2 separate regions of the Mus musculus genome follow, and region 2 is linked to region 1. Evidence: chromatin contacts called from public HiChIP or PLAC-seq data. All regions are on one chromosome and are shown on one strand. Each heading gives the region's core, a stretch centred on a gene start, on an enhancer-like site or on the middle of the called end of the contact. The rest is flanking DNA. Distances are from core to core; before and after follow the strand shown.

Region 1 (7,688 bases), core at 2,831-5,330:
GTTACCACACACACACAAGTAGATCCTGGGCCCCCCTCCTCTGGAGATCAGCCACCTGCAACTTCTAGACAGTTCGCTAAGAAGCATGCTTTCCCCATAAAAGCCGTAAAGCAAGGATCTGCTCCAACAGCAGGCTCTGGGGAGTCAAGATCAGGGGAAAAAAAAGAAAGAAGAAAAAAGGCAAACTAGCCCCAGCCTCTGACCTGCTTCTATGAAACGCAGAAGAACAAGTGCAGATCTGCAGCCCCTCCCCAGCTACACCCCACTCCCTCATGCACACACACAACACCTACACACATACCCAGCATCCACCCACATGCCGAAGGCCACTGCAAGCCATGCACCCCCCTGGAGAGCATTGCTAGAGTTTGCACTGCCACACTTCTAAAGGCAAGTGTGACCTACTGCTTCCAAACACCCTGCTGAGAGCTGAGGACCCTGGGTGCTAGGACTGAGGATCCTGGGTGCTAGGAAGACTGAGGACTCTGGGTGCTGCTGGGAGGACTGAGTACCCTGGGTGCTAAGGGCTGAGAACCCTGGGTTTTGGGAGGACTGAGTACCCTGGGTGCTAAGGGCTGAGAACCCTGGGTTTTGGGAGGACTGAGGACCCTGGGTTCTGAGAGGACTGAGGACCCTGGGTGCTACGGGCACAGAGCCGCCTCCTGCAGAAGGAAAGGCAGCACTCAGCAGAGGGAAAGAATCCTCCCCATCCCCTCCACCAAGTTCACGGACAGAAAAATTTTGCTCTGAAAAATATCAAAAGATTTGAAGAGGAGGAAAGAGAAAGCAATGTTTAATGATGGCGGTGTTGTCAGGATTCACGAGGAGCCCTGGCAGCCCCTCCTGGGCTGCAGTGTCTGCTCGGGATCAGGCTGGCTCTGACCCAGCACTGGGTGCTCCTCAGGCTGCCAAGTCCTTAGCGGAAAGGGACCTCAAGAGCTGTTCTGGATCCACAGGCCACCTCCACTAACAGGGAGCCGAGAGGACTCCGCTGCAGCTTAAGGGCTGCCTGCTGCAGCTTCGGTTCCGTGGAGGAGGAGGTGGCGAGTCTCTGCAGGGTGTCACACAAGTCATTCACTAGTGGACAAGGTGGAGTTTGTTGGTAACATTTTTTGCATCGACAACTGAGACCAGTCAGTCTCTTACTGTAGATAAACTACTTTTCTTTCGAGAGCCCTTGTGCTCTGGTTTGATTTTGTGCACGCTGTATACAAAATCTATGGCTATTGAGTTAAAGTTAGGGGTAGAGTTAAAACTACCTCTCAGGATGGTCTGGGGACCAGGTGACTAGTGACCATCTGCAGATCTAGCTGCTATCTAGAGGGAGGAGTCTGCACATCCAGGGGTGGGCGGAGTCTGCACATCCTGGGGTGGGCGGAGCACAGCAGCCGGGGCGCCCGCCCTCCGCGCAGGCGCAGGCTTCGCGGCACTACCTGGAAATCATGGAGCTGGATTGCGACTGGCTGGAGGAGGTGGTGGCGGCACTGAGCTGTGAGAACCCGCTGTGGCTAGATTCCAGGCTGGTCATGGAGCCTCTGCAGATGTAATCAACAAAGAACCAGGAGTGAGGAGCTGCTCTGAGCCGCCCCAAGCGAGCATCTCTATCTGCTCCCCCCCCCCCCCCCTCCGTCGGCCCTTGTAAAGTTGGGACAGGACATGAGAATCAATGGAGGAATCCGTAGTTTGCCCCTCGGGTGACACTGCACTTAGCAAGTGCTACACTCCCTTTCCTATGGAGAGCTGCAGGCAGTGAACAAGTAGTCCCTGCTGCCAGAGCCTCCCTCTCAGGCACAAACCTGAAATCTTCAGAGCCGATCACTTCTGTGTAGTACATGACTTTGCACTTGTGGGAGGAGACCTGCAGGGAGGCCAGCACGTCGTCCACTCGGGGTAGGTTGGTGGCAGCACATGCTGGCATGGTGTGGAATTTCCACTGTAGGATGTAGAAGCCTGGCCACCTGGTCACATGGGACCCCTGCAACAGTGAACAGCAGCAACTCAGGACATTCCACCAAGGGGAGGGGTGTCCTGAGCCAACAGCCTAATGATGGATGCCCTTCCACCCACTGAGGCAGCCTATGCGATGGTCTGTCAGGTGTTAGGAAGGCAGCATGCACCTTGTCTACCACCCTCAGCAACCTGCAACCTCTAGAGAGTACCAGGCTGAAAGTGCCTGGCCAGGTGGGAGCTGTCAGAAGGGCCTGTCTCTCTGACAGAGACAGCTAGGTCAGGGAACAGCTTCTCTGCCACTCCTGTCACCTTCCTAGCACACAGGGGCAATCTGTTCCAATGACTTCTTCCATTCTGGTTTAATGATTCAGAGGCAGAGCCAGCTTTTACGATGGGAAGACTCCCTTTACACTGCATCACAGACCGCATGCACTGGCAGCTGGCTTCTGAAAACCTCAGCTGGAGGACAGCGGGCAGCCACTGTGTGGTCAGAGGCATTGCAGGAGGAAAAGAAGTAAGTGGGCATTCAGTGCCAGAGGTGAGCCAGCACCAGCATACAGAGAGAGCCACAGGGCCAACAGGAACCCTCGCAGTATAGAGATGTCATGGGTTTTAGCAAGAGCTGACAGTGCCCTCTGCACGTTCCCCTCTTGCTTCTGTCTGTGTGACTTCCCTCTGGAGGCAAAGCCTAGTTCCCTGTCACCTGGCACTTGGGTGCATGTGCACTTCTGGGGAAACCCACACTTTACTAAGGTCTCGTGCCTCTCCTTCCTCTGTGCCCTGGGGCATCCTGAGTCTTTCTGGCACTAGGCAGACCACCTGTGCCATTCTGGTGGCAGAAGCCACATGGGCTAGAGGGCCAGCTACCGCCTTCTCAGGACAGAGTCTGCAGCAGTGCTGGCTGGCAGGCTTACCTGCACGCTCTCTCCTTCTTTGCAGATTAGAGGAGACTCCACCATGCTATAGTCCCGGCCCAGCTGCCAGACTTTGTCTATCAGCTGCACGTTGTTGCCTCCTGGGGAAGTGATGCTGTGAGCCCCTAGCGAGTCCTTCTTGGGTGGCTGGGGAGACCTCTTGGAGTGATAAATGTTAAAGACGATGTCCCCTTTGCACACATCAAAATCCCAGGTGATCACTGAGGAGGCGTCCACAATCTGAATGAGAATCTGGAGAAAGAGATCCGCTCAGCAACCAATCTGAGGCACGGGGCCTGGCAGCGAGCGCTGGGGCAGGAATGGGCTCTCTGGGGGCTCTCTGGCTCAGATGTGTGAGCTGGCAGAGAGTAGGAGAGATCACATGGGCGCGTCTCTTCGCCACAGGTCACTCAGTCATCTAGATGCCCACCTGCCAACGTATCCAGCACTCTATCAAGCAGTGTTCCTGACCGCTAGCAACCGGAGAGCCTCCTTACTTCCCAACAAATCAAAAAAGCATGGACGGGAGACTCAGTGAACTGCCTCAGGCTGGGAGCACCAAGGCGGCAAACTGAAGGGTGGGCAGAGTGCAGAGTGCAGTGCTAGCTGCCACACAAGGTGCTGAGGGGAACGGACGCACACAAGTGGGTGGTGAGATCAGCTGTGACCTGGGGTGACTGCCAGGGATGCAGAGTGTCAATCCCAAACCTGGAATTTATCCTGAATCACCTCAAGTGTCCAAGAGGGACAGAGCAGGCCTGTGAGGAGGGTGTGTGTGTGAGGAGGGGGTGTGTGTGAGGAGGGTGTGTGTGTGAGGAGGGTGTGTGTGAGGAGGGTGTATGTGTAAGGAAGGTGTGTGTGTGAGGAGGGTGTGAGGCCGCACTGCAGGAGTGGCTGTGCAGTCCACTGCCTTGTCTCCCCTAACCCTTCCATGACCTCTGAAGGGCGTAACAGCAGATCCAAGAGCCACAATGGCCCCTCTCAGAGCAGGAGGTGCACTAAAGGATGGATGCAGTACGCTCCCTTCATCAGAGCAGCTCCCCACAGGCAGGCCTGGCCAGGACCTTGGCCCCTGTGCTGACAGACCTGGGACTCCGACATCAGCCTCTAGCCTGGGCAGCACTGCCTCTGCTGGGCACTTTACTTATCCCTCAAGGCAGAATGTCGCTTTCACTGTTCCAACAATGACTCACAGGAAACACGACAAGCCCTGAGCCTTGCAACAAGATAAATCTGACAGCTGCCTAATAAACAGTGAGCCAGGGCCCCTCCACCGCAGCCTACCTAAAGGCCCCTACATAAGGAATGAAGGAGAGTGAGTCTTGGGACAAAGGTCCAAGGTTCCCTGCACTGGACTGGACAATGAGGGAGGGAGGGAGGGAGGGAGGGAGGGAGGGAGGGAGGGAGGGAGGGAGGCAGGCAGGCAGGCAGGCAGGCAGGCAGGCAGGCAGGCACACAGGACCTGTACCTGTCTGTTCTCAGCATAGCCCCAGGCCCACTCTTCAGCCTGCCTCTATGTACCTGCAGCTCTTGGGGGAGACACACCAGTTATGGAAATTGCAGGCAGCTGAACCCGGGTTGCCACTGCAGAAAGTCATCCAGGAGCCAGCCGCACTGACGGACGGACCCATTCTGTCTAAAGCACTGCCTCCCACCAGGAACACTGAGCAACACAGCTGCCCCAGAGCAGAGCAAGGCAAAGGGTGAGCCAGCAATGTCACGCCACATGGACAGGCTAGAGGACGCATCAAACAAGGCCACTGCAGCTGCTGCACCTGCCACCACACCCAGGTCGGCAGAAGGGAAACAAGAGGGCTCAGCTCTCCTCCTTCCACCAGACCAACAAACAGCAGCAAAGACAGAAACACAAATGACCAGACGGGTGGGTGAAACGTGTTCCATAAAGCCATCCAACTAAATGCAGGAACGGGAAACACCCCTCCCCAGCAAGCCACACTCTGGGTCAGGTCCAGGGAACAGCGTCAATGGGCTAATCTGCTTTCAAAATGCTCTGGGCAGACAGGTGTCCTTCCGAGGCAGCGCTACCCTTCGGTGTTGCCACTGACTGACATCAGTACCAACTAAACCTAAAGAACAAAACCAGAAAAAGAAGCCAAGGACCCAGAGGGAAGCCCTGCATGCCAGGTGGTGGTGAGGGTGTCTCTCCCATGGAAGAGGCTGCAAGGTGGGCACCTCATGTGGAGCTCCTTTGAACACGCTGGCAGACTGGTAGATGGTCTCCGTCCAGAGCTTCAGGTCTTCATTTTCCAGCTCCTCTGCAGTCCTGTACAAGGATTTGGGGACCAATCCACCCTCTGGCACGTCACACTAGAAAGGCAAACACGGCCGTGAGAGCTGCGCAAAGGCCAGACCGCCGCTCACCCCATACCCACCTCCTGGAGTAGCTGAGAAGACAGAACACTGGCAACGTTATCAAACAGTCTGCAGTACTTAGCAAAGTATTTGTAAAGCCCACTTAAACACACGTGTTTTCACTCTGAATAAATGAGAACAAGCTGAGGCTGGTTTACCACAGGATTCACACTAATAACCATGAGATACGGAGCTCAATTACTAAGATGATCTACAAGAGAATTAACAGAACTCATCCGGCCCTGCAGGACAGTCAGTCCATTCGCTTTATTCCTTAGCCACAGAAACTACCATCTCTCTGTGGGTGCAGTCCAGCAGCACAGGGCTGCCCAAAATGCACAAGGCTCTCAGTTTTATCAGCACCAGAAAAAAAGAAGGAAGAAATTATAACCAAGATAAAATAAAGCAAACTTCCGATGTAACCCAGGCCTAACGATTAATGAATCAGCTGAAGGTTAACAAGGGACTATTTCTTTTGAATTTACTTGAAAAAGCTACGCTGAATTAGAATTTATTCTTACTATACATTTTCTAATTGACCTAAATAAAACAAACTCACCTTCAGGTGCATAAAATCTAATTACTCCCTAGATTATCAACCCAGAAGCCACTCCACAGAAAGGAAGATTACAGCCCTCAGCCTGTAGCACAGCACCATGTCCCTGCAGTCACTAGAGTCACAAACACTGGCATGGAACAGGCTTGCCACTGAAGCCTGCAATCAGCACTCAGAGTACAGAGACTGTACAGAGGGCTGTGAGTTCAGGGCCAGCCTGGCTACATACTGAGACTGCGTCTGTCTCAAGGAAGACAGACCAACCAACCAACCAACCAACCAATACCAGGCTGGCCGGGAAGTTCCACGAGTGTGGAACAGCCCTGAGAAGGCCTCCTCTTTTTTTTTTTTTTTTTTGGTTTTTCAAGACAGGGTTTCTCTGTGTAGCCCTGGCTGTCCTGGAACTCACTCTGTAGACCAGGCTGGCCTCGAACTCAGAAATCCGCCTACCTCTGCCTCCCGAGTGCTGGGATTAAAGGCGTGCGCCACCACGCCCGGCCAAGAGAAGGCCTCCTCTTGACTCTGAGCCATCAGAACATTGGCAGACACCAACAGAAGACACGAGGAACAGTTGTGAGTCCTTCCTTCCCTGAGTTTTTGTCATAACTGCCTGGGATGCGCGTTTCCCCTTGACAGCAGGCAAGGGTGCCACAGCCCACCTGTGTGCTAACCTTGCTCCTGATCACTTGCTCCCTGTACTGCGATGGCATCTTCAATGTCCTCATTGAAATCAAGCCCACCTCTTCTGATTTCTAAATTCCTCCAGCCACTTGGAAAAAAAAAATCACACTGAAAGCTCATTGCCGAGCCCAGCACACACCCCTCAGAAGACCAACAGTACCATCAACTGCGACTAGACAGCCTGCTAAGGACCTTGACTCCCTGCTGCTTGCACTCCTACTATGTGCTGTGGGCCTCCAGTCCCTGAATCCTCCTGTCAAGCCGCTAGGCACGAGCCTGCATGTCCCAGCATCAGACTCCTGCACCGCAGTACAGGGTCTGCAAGCAGAGAGCGCTGGCTACCTATCCACCACCTCACTTCTTAACCCAAGCCTACAAACAGAGAAGCCCCTCTTTGGCTTTCCAACTTTGAACATTGCGTCTGTTTACTTAAGTCTAGGAGAAATCTGCCTTGGAGACAAGTGTCCTTAAAAATGAAGTGTAGGTCACAGGACTGTGAGGCCCTGCTCTGGACCCCTAGCACCTCTGTAAATGCTGAGTGGGCAGAGAGTCTACCTGTAATTCCACTTCATGAGACCCAGAGGGAGGGATCCTGGAGCAAGCTGGCTACGTGGACTTACCTCATTAGTGAGTCCTGGGTTCAAATGAGAGACTTTGCCCCAAATAACAAGATAGAGACCAACAGAGTCAACCTTGGTCCTATACACTTACACACATGCATGCATGCACACATGTATGCACACTCATGTGCATAGACACACACACACACACACACCACACATGCGTATACACGAAAACGCACACATGTGCACCCGCCCCCCCAGAATCATGTAAAAAGCCGTAGTTGTGAAACGTGTAACTCCTGATGCAGTGAGTGTGAGATGTGAGTCACACAATGCTGTGTGAATAAAGAAAGCTGTGCTTCGCTCGGCCCATAACAAATCCTCCCAAGTGTTAATGCAAATGTACACCATCAACAAAGTCCCCAGGGGCTCAGCCACGTCAGCCCAGGGCCCACATGTGGGATCTGATGAAATAAAGCCAGCAGCCCAACCAACGGGTCAGAAACCCTTTTGTGCAAACCATGCTGCAGTGCCGTGTGCACCTTCTCGCCCATACATACCATGCACTCCCCACTCAGGAAATCGGGAATAATCTCTTTATCGATGTAATCCAGCAGGCCTCCTGGGCCCTGGTAGTCATTTCCTGCATAA
Region 2 (7,688 bases), core at 1,532-4,031, 680 kb before region 1:
CCTGGAAGTAGTCACAGTCAGTTGTGTGCTGCCAGATGTGGGTGCTGGGGATAGAACTCAAGTCTGCCAGAGCAAAATGTGCTCTGAACCGCTGAGCCATCTCTCCAGCCCTGATATTTGTTTGTTTGTTTGTTTCCCCTGAGTCAGGGTTTCTCTGTGTAGCCCTGGTTGTCCTGGAACTCATTCTATAGACCAGGCTGGCCTCGAACTCAGAAATTCGCCTGCCTCTGCCTCCCGAGTGCTGCAGCCCTGATATTTGAATCTTTCTAGATTGCTGTTGTGTAGCTATCTCCTCTAGATTGAAACATTCACTCCTGTAGGGAGCCAGAAGGCTCAGCAACGCTCAGCAAGGCCTAGCTTCAAGCTTATAAATCAGTAGATAAATGCTCAAAGGCCTGACCTGACCACATGCAGTGGCTCCAGGAATGAAGGTCTGTGAGTTCCCACCCATGCTGCAAGGGCTTTCCAAGGACACAGCTGCCTTGAGTCAACCATTCCTGTCAGTAATAAATTCACTGGCACTAGACTTGATGTGACCATTCCTTTGGTCTGTTGCTGGTGCCCTTTCTGGGGGTGAGTAGATAGATGCCTTCTTCATATCCCCTCAGGAAAAGTCATGTGATACAATTGATGCCTGAATAGGGACAGACAGACCTGAAAGTAGAGGGGGGAGAACTGGTTGCACCCAGTGGGTGATAAGATGCCACTGAGGCTTAGCTTGTCTGCCCAGAAAGAGAACTGGCTCCCGTGAAGGAGGAATGATAAAAAAAACATGCAGACGCTCTGCTCCGCATCAGTGTTCCACTCTGCATGAGCCTCTGATTTGGCAGGAAAGAGTGGGAAAGGGGAAGGCATAGAAATGTGGGCTGGGCCTTCTGCTTCTTACAACCCTCAGGACATAAGATGTCATAGATGGCATCGCCTGTCAACTTCACACAAACCTTGACACACATCCAGGTAGAGAAACTATCAGCTGAGGAACTGCTCCATCAGAGTAGCCTGTCGACATGTCTGTGGGACTCTGTCATAATTAATAATTCAAGTAAAAGGGTCCAGACCACCATGGGTGGTGTCATCCCTAAGCAGGTGGGTCTGGTCTGTAGAAGAAAGGTGGCTGAACCTGAGGCTAGGAGCAAGACAGTACACAGCCTTCCTCTGGTCATTTCTGCCCCAAGCTCCTGCCGTGGCTTCCTTGGACTGAAAAGTGTAGGATGAAGTGAACTCTTTCCTTCTCAGGTTGCTTTGGTCATGGTATTTGCTACAGAAACATAAAAGCAAACTAGACACAAGAAAACCACATCACAAATTAGACATGTAGTAAAGAGCCCTTTCCCGGTCCCCAAACCCTCCTGCCTCTGCCTCAAGTGCTGGGATTGCTGGCATGCCCCATGCCAGTTTGAGGGGAGCTTTGAAAATGAAGCAGGAGTGCCCACTATAGTGAGAATTTTGGTTTCTTTAAAAATTCCAGTTAATGGGGCTGGAGAGATGGGCTCAGCAGTTAAGAGTACTAACCACTCTTCCAGAGGTCCTGAGTTCAATTCCCAGGAACCACATGGTGGCTCACAGCCATCTGAAATAGGATCCAATTCCCTATTCTGGTGTGTCTGAAGAGTGACAGTATATTCACATACATTAAATAAACAAACAGAAAACCCCAGTTATGTGACTAAGCTTTTGCTTTAATGCCAGGTGTGGGAAATGGGGCTGCTTAAGATTGTCCACATGCAACTACGATTTGTCTCCTGCCCTGGCAGGCAGGGGCGTGAGGCTGCCAGAGGAAGATAGTTGACATTTGGAATTCTGGGGGTTCTTAAGAGGGTTAAAAATGCCAGAGCCCCAAGAGGAGGTGGCTGCTGCGTCCCCTGTGGCTCCTTTGCTATTTGATGACTTGCTGGCTGTTCTTGTCCCAAAGATCTCGATGCCCCTAATCAGCAGGGCATCTAAAGAGATCTATGCCCCCCTTCCCTCCAACCTTCTCAACTCCCTAGTGTTGGGGGGTTGGAAGGGATTGGGGTGGGGAAGAGTGGTAGCTATGAGAACCCAATAAAGTAGGCAAGAAGTATGGCTACAGCCCACACCAGCTGTTTCAGAAGGCCCAGTGGTGTGCTGCAGGAATAGTTATCAGGTCTGGTAGAGCCTGCTACACACAGGTCTTTGTGCGGGTGGCCTCTCTGGGCTGGTGCAGTTCTAAGTAAATCCTTGTTAGTTCATACAGCAGGCACAACATGGACTCTTTTTATCACCATCATCATGTATGTGTGGTGTGTATGCTAAGATACACACACATGGCAGCCAAAAGACAATTTGGGGGAGTTGGTTGTTTCCTTCCATATGGATCCCCAAGGACCAAACACAGGTTGTCAGGCTCAGTGCCAGGCACTCTGATCTGCCAAGCCATCTCTCCAGTCCCTTTTCTTTTTGAGACAGGGTCTAGCTATGTTGTCCAGGATGGTCTTGAAATCACAAGCAATTCTCTTGCTTCAGTGTTGGGATTCAGGTATACACTGGGCCTGTCTCTGTCTCTTCTCTTTTCTTTCTTTTTTCCTTGTTAGTATCAGGTTTCCTTGTTGAAACCCAGGATCGTATGCATGGTGGTCAGGCTTTCTACCAGCGAGCTACGTCCCCCAGTGTTTGGTTGGTCTGTCTGTCTGTCTTCATTTCTTTTCCCCACCCCACCTTCTCTTGCAGTAGGAGATAGGCAGAACTCCAGCACTCAGCTACAGCCTCAGCCCCAGCCAGTCCACACTGATACTGCTAATTGGCACAGAAAGCCAGCCAGAAGTTAATGGCAACTCCCTGTCAGCAGGCAGGGGTGGGGTGGAGGGTGGGGCAGACTTGGCCAGGTGGTGGCTGTGTGCATTTTCCAGTAACAATCTGCAGGCTTTCCCTGGGCCTCCATCTGGGTGGGGTGAAGAATGGCAGGAGAGGAGATTGTGTTCACAGCAGGGAGACTGTACAGGGTGGACAGGCAAGGCAGTGTGAGATGGAGCCTCTTTTCTGAAGGCTCTCTGAGGTGCATACAGAATGGGGACTGGGTGTCCTCACAGCTTCTGGAAGACTGTTTTCAAAATGATCTGCAGGAGGAAGAGAGGACAAGAAAGGCCAGGAATGGATGGCTATCTGAATAAAGAAACAGTTGTAGGTGCTGGCACACACCTTTGCTCCCAACACTTGGGAGGCAGAGGCAGGTGGACCTCAGTTCCAGGCCAGCCTGGTCTACAGAGTGAGACCCTGTTTCAAAATAAATAGACAAACAAGTAAATAAAAAGGTCTAAGCTGGTCCTGTGGGCCAACAGGATCCTGAGGCAGAAGGGCTACAAGTTCAAAACCAAAGTGGGATGGCTCAGTGGATAAAGGTGCTTGCCACCAAGTTGACTGCCTGAGTCTGATCCCAGAATCAAACTGAAGAGAATAACCAAGTCCCGCAAGTGAGCCTCTGACCTCCACCATCCAAACAGAGTAGACAGGAAAGCATAAGGAAGGGGTTAAAAGCCTGCCTGGTCTACTTAGGAAGAGCCTGTCGCTCAACTTAGAAGTATGGACCAGGGCTGGTGAGATGGCTCAGTGGGTAAGAGCACCCGACTGCTCTTCCGAAGGTCCGAGTTCAAATCCCAGCAACCACATGGTGACTCACAACCATCCATAACGAGATCTGACAACCTCTTCTGGAGTGTCTGAAGACAGCTACAGTGTACTTTACATATAATAAATAAATAAATCTTAAAAAAAAAAAGAAAAAAAAAAAAGAAGTACGGACCAAGAGGTGGCTCAGCTGGGGAGACACCAGACATATTCCCAGAACCCACAGAGGTCGGGTGCAGGGGCCCAGATCTGACTCTAGAGCTGGGGTGGAGAGCAGAGATAGGTGGAACCCTGAACTCCCTGGCCAGCAGCAGCCAGCCTGCCAAAAGCAATGAGCTCTGGGTTCCATGAGATGCCCTGTCTAAAAAACGTGTGGGGCTGGAGAGAAGGCTGGAGAGCACCGACTGCTCTTCCAGAGGTCCTGAGTTCAATTCCCAGCAACCTCATGGTGGCCCACAACCATCTGTAATGGGATCTGATGCCCTCTTCTGGTGTGTCTGATTGACATTGTATGTAAAATAAATAAATAAATCTTAAAAAAAAAAAAAAAGGAGTGTCTGAAGCAGATGCCGTATGTCAACCTCTGGCCTCCACATGTACATGCGTACACATGCATACACACACACACACACACACACACACACACACACAGTGTTCAATTCCCAGCACCTCAAAATAAAATCAAGCTAGTCAGGTGCCCTTCCCTACTTCCGAAGTGGGGGAAAAAGAAAAAGATTATCACCTGTCAGATGTGTGGCAACAATTTTCTATTTATCCTTTGCCCCCCTCCCCTCAAATGGATTCTCTGTGTAGTCCTGGCTGTCCTGGAACTCGCTTTGTAGACCAGGCTGGCCTCAAACTCAGAGATCCGCCTGCCTCTGCCTCTCAGGTGCTGGGACTAGAGGCGTGCGCCACCACACACAGCGTCATCCCTTTAAGAGAACTATTTATTTAGTGGATGTTCACACACCGTGACACACGCGTGGAGGTCAGAGGACAACTTGCAAGAGCTGGTTTTCCCCTTCCACCGCCTGGGTCCTAGGGGTCAGCCTCAGCTTCTCAGACACCATAGCAAGTCCCTTTCTTTATCCACTGAGCCATCTTGCCGGCTTCTCTGAACTGTTTATGGTACTCTCTGTGTCAGAGCCGTAACAAGTCTGATACAGTTGTACACACCTCTAACCTCAGCGCCCCAGGAGACTGAGGCAGGAGGATCACTACAAGTTTGTGGGCAGCCTGATCTATATTTTAAGTCCCAGTCCAGCCAGGGTTATACAGTGAGACATTGTCTCAGCAACAACAATAATAAACAATAAACACTCGCCACATGCCCTTCTGTGGAGCCGGCTTTGGCTTTTCCATCTAGGCACTGCCAATCTTTCCCTCTGCTCTTGACGCCCAGGCCACGCCCATGTGTGGGCGTGGGATCCACGCTGTCCATTTAGAAAGACTGTTGTGGGGGTTAGCCCCACCTGGGTGAGCACGTCATCCTCCCGGGTCAGATTCTCTATGATGTCAAAGTGATCCACACCACGCAGCTGCTGGAAAGAGGCCTTCCATCCCACGCGGAGAAGTGTCTGGATAGAAATGAGGGGGCGGGGCATGAGAGTGCGGCTGAAGTGGTGGCTCTCAGTAAAAGGCAGGTTTTTTTGAATGGCTTTGTTGAATGAGGGAATGACCGTCCTGGGGTCCGCTAGACAGAATATGTCTATTTATTACAGTCCTGGGGATTGCACCAGAACTTTGTTTATGCTTACCAAGCCCATTACCATCGAGTTATACCCTAACCTTTCTTTCTTTAATTTTTGTTTTGTTTTGTTTTGTTTTTCGAGACAGGGTTTCTCTGTGTAGCTCTGGCTGTCCTGGAACTCACTTTGTAGACCAGGCTGGCCTTGAACTCAGAAATCCGCCTGCCTCTGCCTCCCCAGTGCTGGGATTAAAGGCGTGCACCACCACGCCCGGCTTCTTTAAATTTTATAACAGGGTCTTACTAAGTTCCTTAGAGCCTTGAGCTCTCTTTAAAGCACACCCTGACCACATGATCCTCTTGCCTCAGCCTCCGGAGTAACTGGGAGTCCACGTGTGCACCAACAGGTCCAGCTCATTTGGGCAGAATAACGAGGGAGAGGAGACCACATGATGCTGAACCCGGGGTCATAGCTGGCTGTTAGCAGTACCTCGTAGAACTCCTTGGACTGCCGGTGGAACTCTGGGGAGTCATGCTGACCCACAAGCACCAGCACAGGGCAGGCTGGAGCCACAGGCTGTGCTGGAACCACATCCAAGTGTCGCTGTGGACTGTTTCTCTGAGCATCTTCCCTGGGATGGGACAGTGGTGGGGTCAGGACAGAGGGGAGACAGGCCTCGGGTGGGTGCCGGAGAAAGGAAGGGGTGATAACTCACAGGGTCATGCGCAGAGGGTCATTCTGGGAGGTGGCTATGAGGGGCTCCAGGTCGTAGATCCCACTCACCAGGAGAAAGCCTATGAAGGTGAGGAGCTCAGGCCAGCAGCCAGGCCTGGTAAGACCAACCTGCCCACCCTCCAGGCCAGAGAGGAAGACCAGGACTGTGGGCAGAGGCAAAGAAGGGTCTCCTCTACTCAAGTTATCAGCCTTTCAACCAGCTGCTCTACCCTCTCACTGCTCCAGAGAGGGTATGAGCTGCCTGGCCAGCTCCTCCCATACCCACAGAAACCTTACAGGTTGGATGCCAGCCTGGGCTACCTGACAAACAATAAGAAACCTTGGAGGTTGGGTGTGACGCCATGCTTGGTCCAGCGGGCCAGGAGCACCATAGCAGCCAGGTGAGCTCCCGCAGAGTGTCCGCAGAGGTAGATTCCCCTGGGTGAGACAGAGACCCGGATTACGGCTAAGGCATTTCCCTAAGGCATCAGAAGTCCCGGTCTGTGTCGGGCTCCACAGACCTAGCCCTCCCTTGCTCCCTGAAAGCATCCGTGAGACACCTACTCATTGCTTGGATAGCGCCTCTGTAGAAACACGACACTGCGGGTCACCTGGTCCACCATCTGGTCCAGTGTGCCTGAACAGAGCAAAATGCTGGGTCAGGATCCACCAGGGGGCTCTATCTACACAAAGCTCTGGCCCGCAGATCTTCAGGGGCCACCCTTATTACCTTTGGGTGCAATGTCATAAGCCACTATCACCACCACGATTCCCTGTGCAGTCAGTGGGTTTACCATGAAGGCCGAGTCATCTTTACTGTGGAAAGACAAAAGTGGGCCGGGGGCTGGAGGGCTGGCCCATGGGTTTAGAGCACTGGCTACTCTTCCAGAGCGCAAAGATTCAACCCTCAGCTCCCATGCGGAAGCTCACGAACATCTGGAACTCCAGTTGTTCTCCTAGCTCTGCAGACACCAGGCAGGCTCGTGGTGCACAAGCAGGAAAATGCCAGCACACATAAAATGATGATAATGTAGCTTACAATACATACTTGGGAAGGAGAGGCAGAAGAGTCAGGAGTCCAAGGCCTTCCTCAGCTACTTAGTGAGTTTGAGGCTAGCCTCAGCTATGAGACCCAGTCTCGAAAAGCCCAAACAACGTAAAATGAAAGATAAAGATGATATGACAACTGTAAACAACTTGACCATGATGTTGCCTCCCTAAGGTCCTGGACAAACATGCCTCAGGGCAGACGCCCCATGCGCACAGGACACTGTGCTGAGGGAAATGAACAGGCTGTCCTCACTGTGGACTTTAATCTCCAGGCTGCTCCCTCCCTTGGGAAACAGAGACAATTATGTCCCTTCTCTTAGCAAGCTGTGAGAGTTAAAGATTAAAAGTGTAGAGAGTTAAATGGAATACAGCAGCTGAATAAGACGAAAAACTAAAAAAATGTGCATGCTGCAGGGGCGGGGTGGATCCGGTGGCAGGCATCTCGGGATGGTCCTCAGAACAGCGGTGTCCTCCAAGACCCCAAACACCCTTCTTCTCAATGCAGGGACACCAACTGCATCTATTTAGTGTGTATGCAGCATGTATGTGTAAACACAAACTTGCTGCTTCATGCATCCCAGCCTGGCCTCAAACTCCCTATTTAGCCGAGGATAACCCTGATCCCTGACCTCCAGCTCCCGAGGGCTGGAATCA

Evidence for each region. HiChIP or PLAC-seq counts read pairs in DNA pulled down with a chosen protein or histone mark.
Region 2: a contact with region 1 is called in an HNF4G HiChIP or PLAC-seq map of pancreatic cancer cells. The contact joins two enhancer-like sites. A contact is called at or near these places in 3 of 115 datasets of contacts at active chromatin or transcription factors (embryonic basal ganglia, pancreatic cancer cells and trophoblast stem cells).

What each region holds. Positions count from the first base shown.
Region 1 is chr11:117,150,648-117,158,335 of GRCm38.p6, reverse strand. It overlaps Sec14l1 (SEC14-like lipid binding 1), which reads right to left. Exons shown (of 16, transcript NM_001166506.2): 12 at 7,598-7,688; 13 at 5,058-5,192; 14 at 2,865-3,116; 15 at 1,797-1,975; 16 at 1-1,535. The coding sequence ends at 1,430. Among named protein-coding and RNA genes, the nearest start is that of Sec14l1, 39 kb to the right of the region's middle. Within about 2 kb of position 4,080, at least 44 of the 459 cell types and tissues checked have an H3K27ac peak or open chromatin away from gene starts, as enhancers often do. A contact at or near this core is called in pancreatic cancer cells, where this site is marked.
Region 2 is chr11:117,833,879-117,841,566 of GRCm38.p6, reverse strand. It overlaps Afmid (arylformamidase), which reads right to left. Exons shown (of 11, transcript NM_027827.3): 5 at 6,715-6,800; 6 at 6,549-6,621; 7 at 6,325-6,422; 8 at 5,986-6,064; 9 at 5,760-5,901; 10 at 5,055-5,159; 11 at 1,659-3,074. The coding sequence ends at 3,042. Among named protein-coding and RNA genes, the nearest start is that of Birc5, 12 kb to the left of the region's middle. Within about 2 kb of position 2,781, at least 43 of the 459 cell types and tissues checked have an H3K27ac peak or open chromatin away from gene starts, as enhancers often do. A contact at or near this core is called in pancreatic cancer cells, where this site is marked.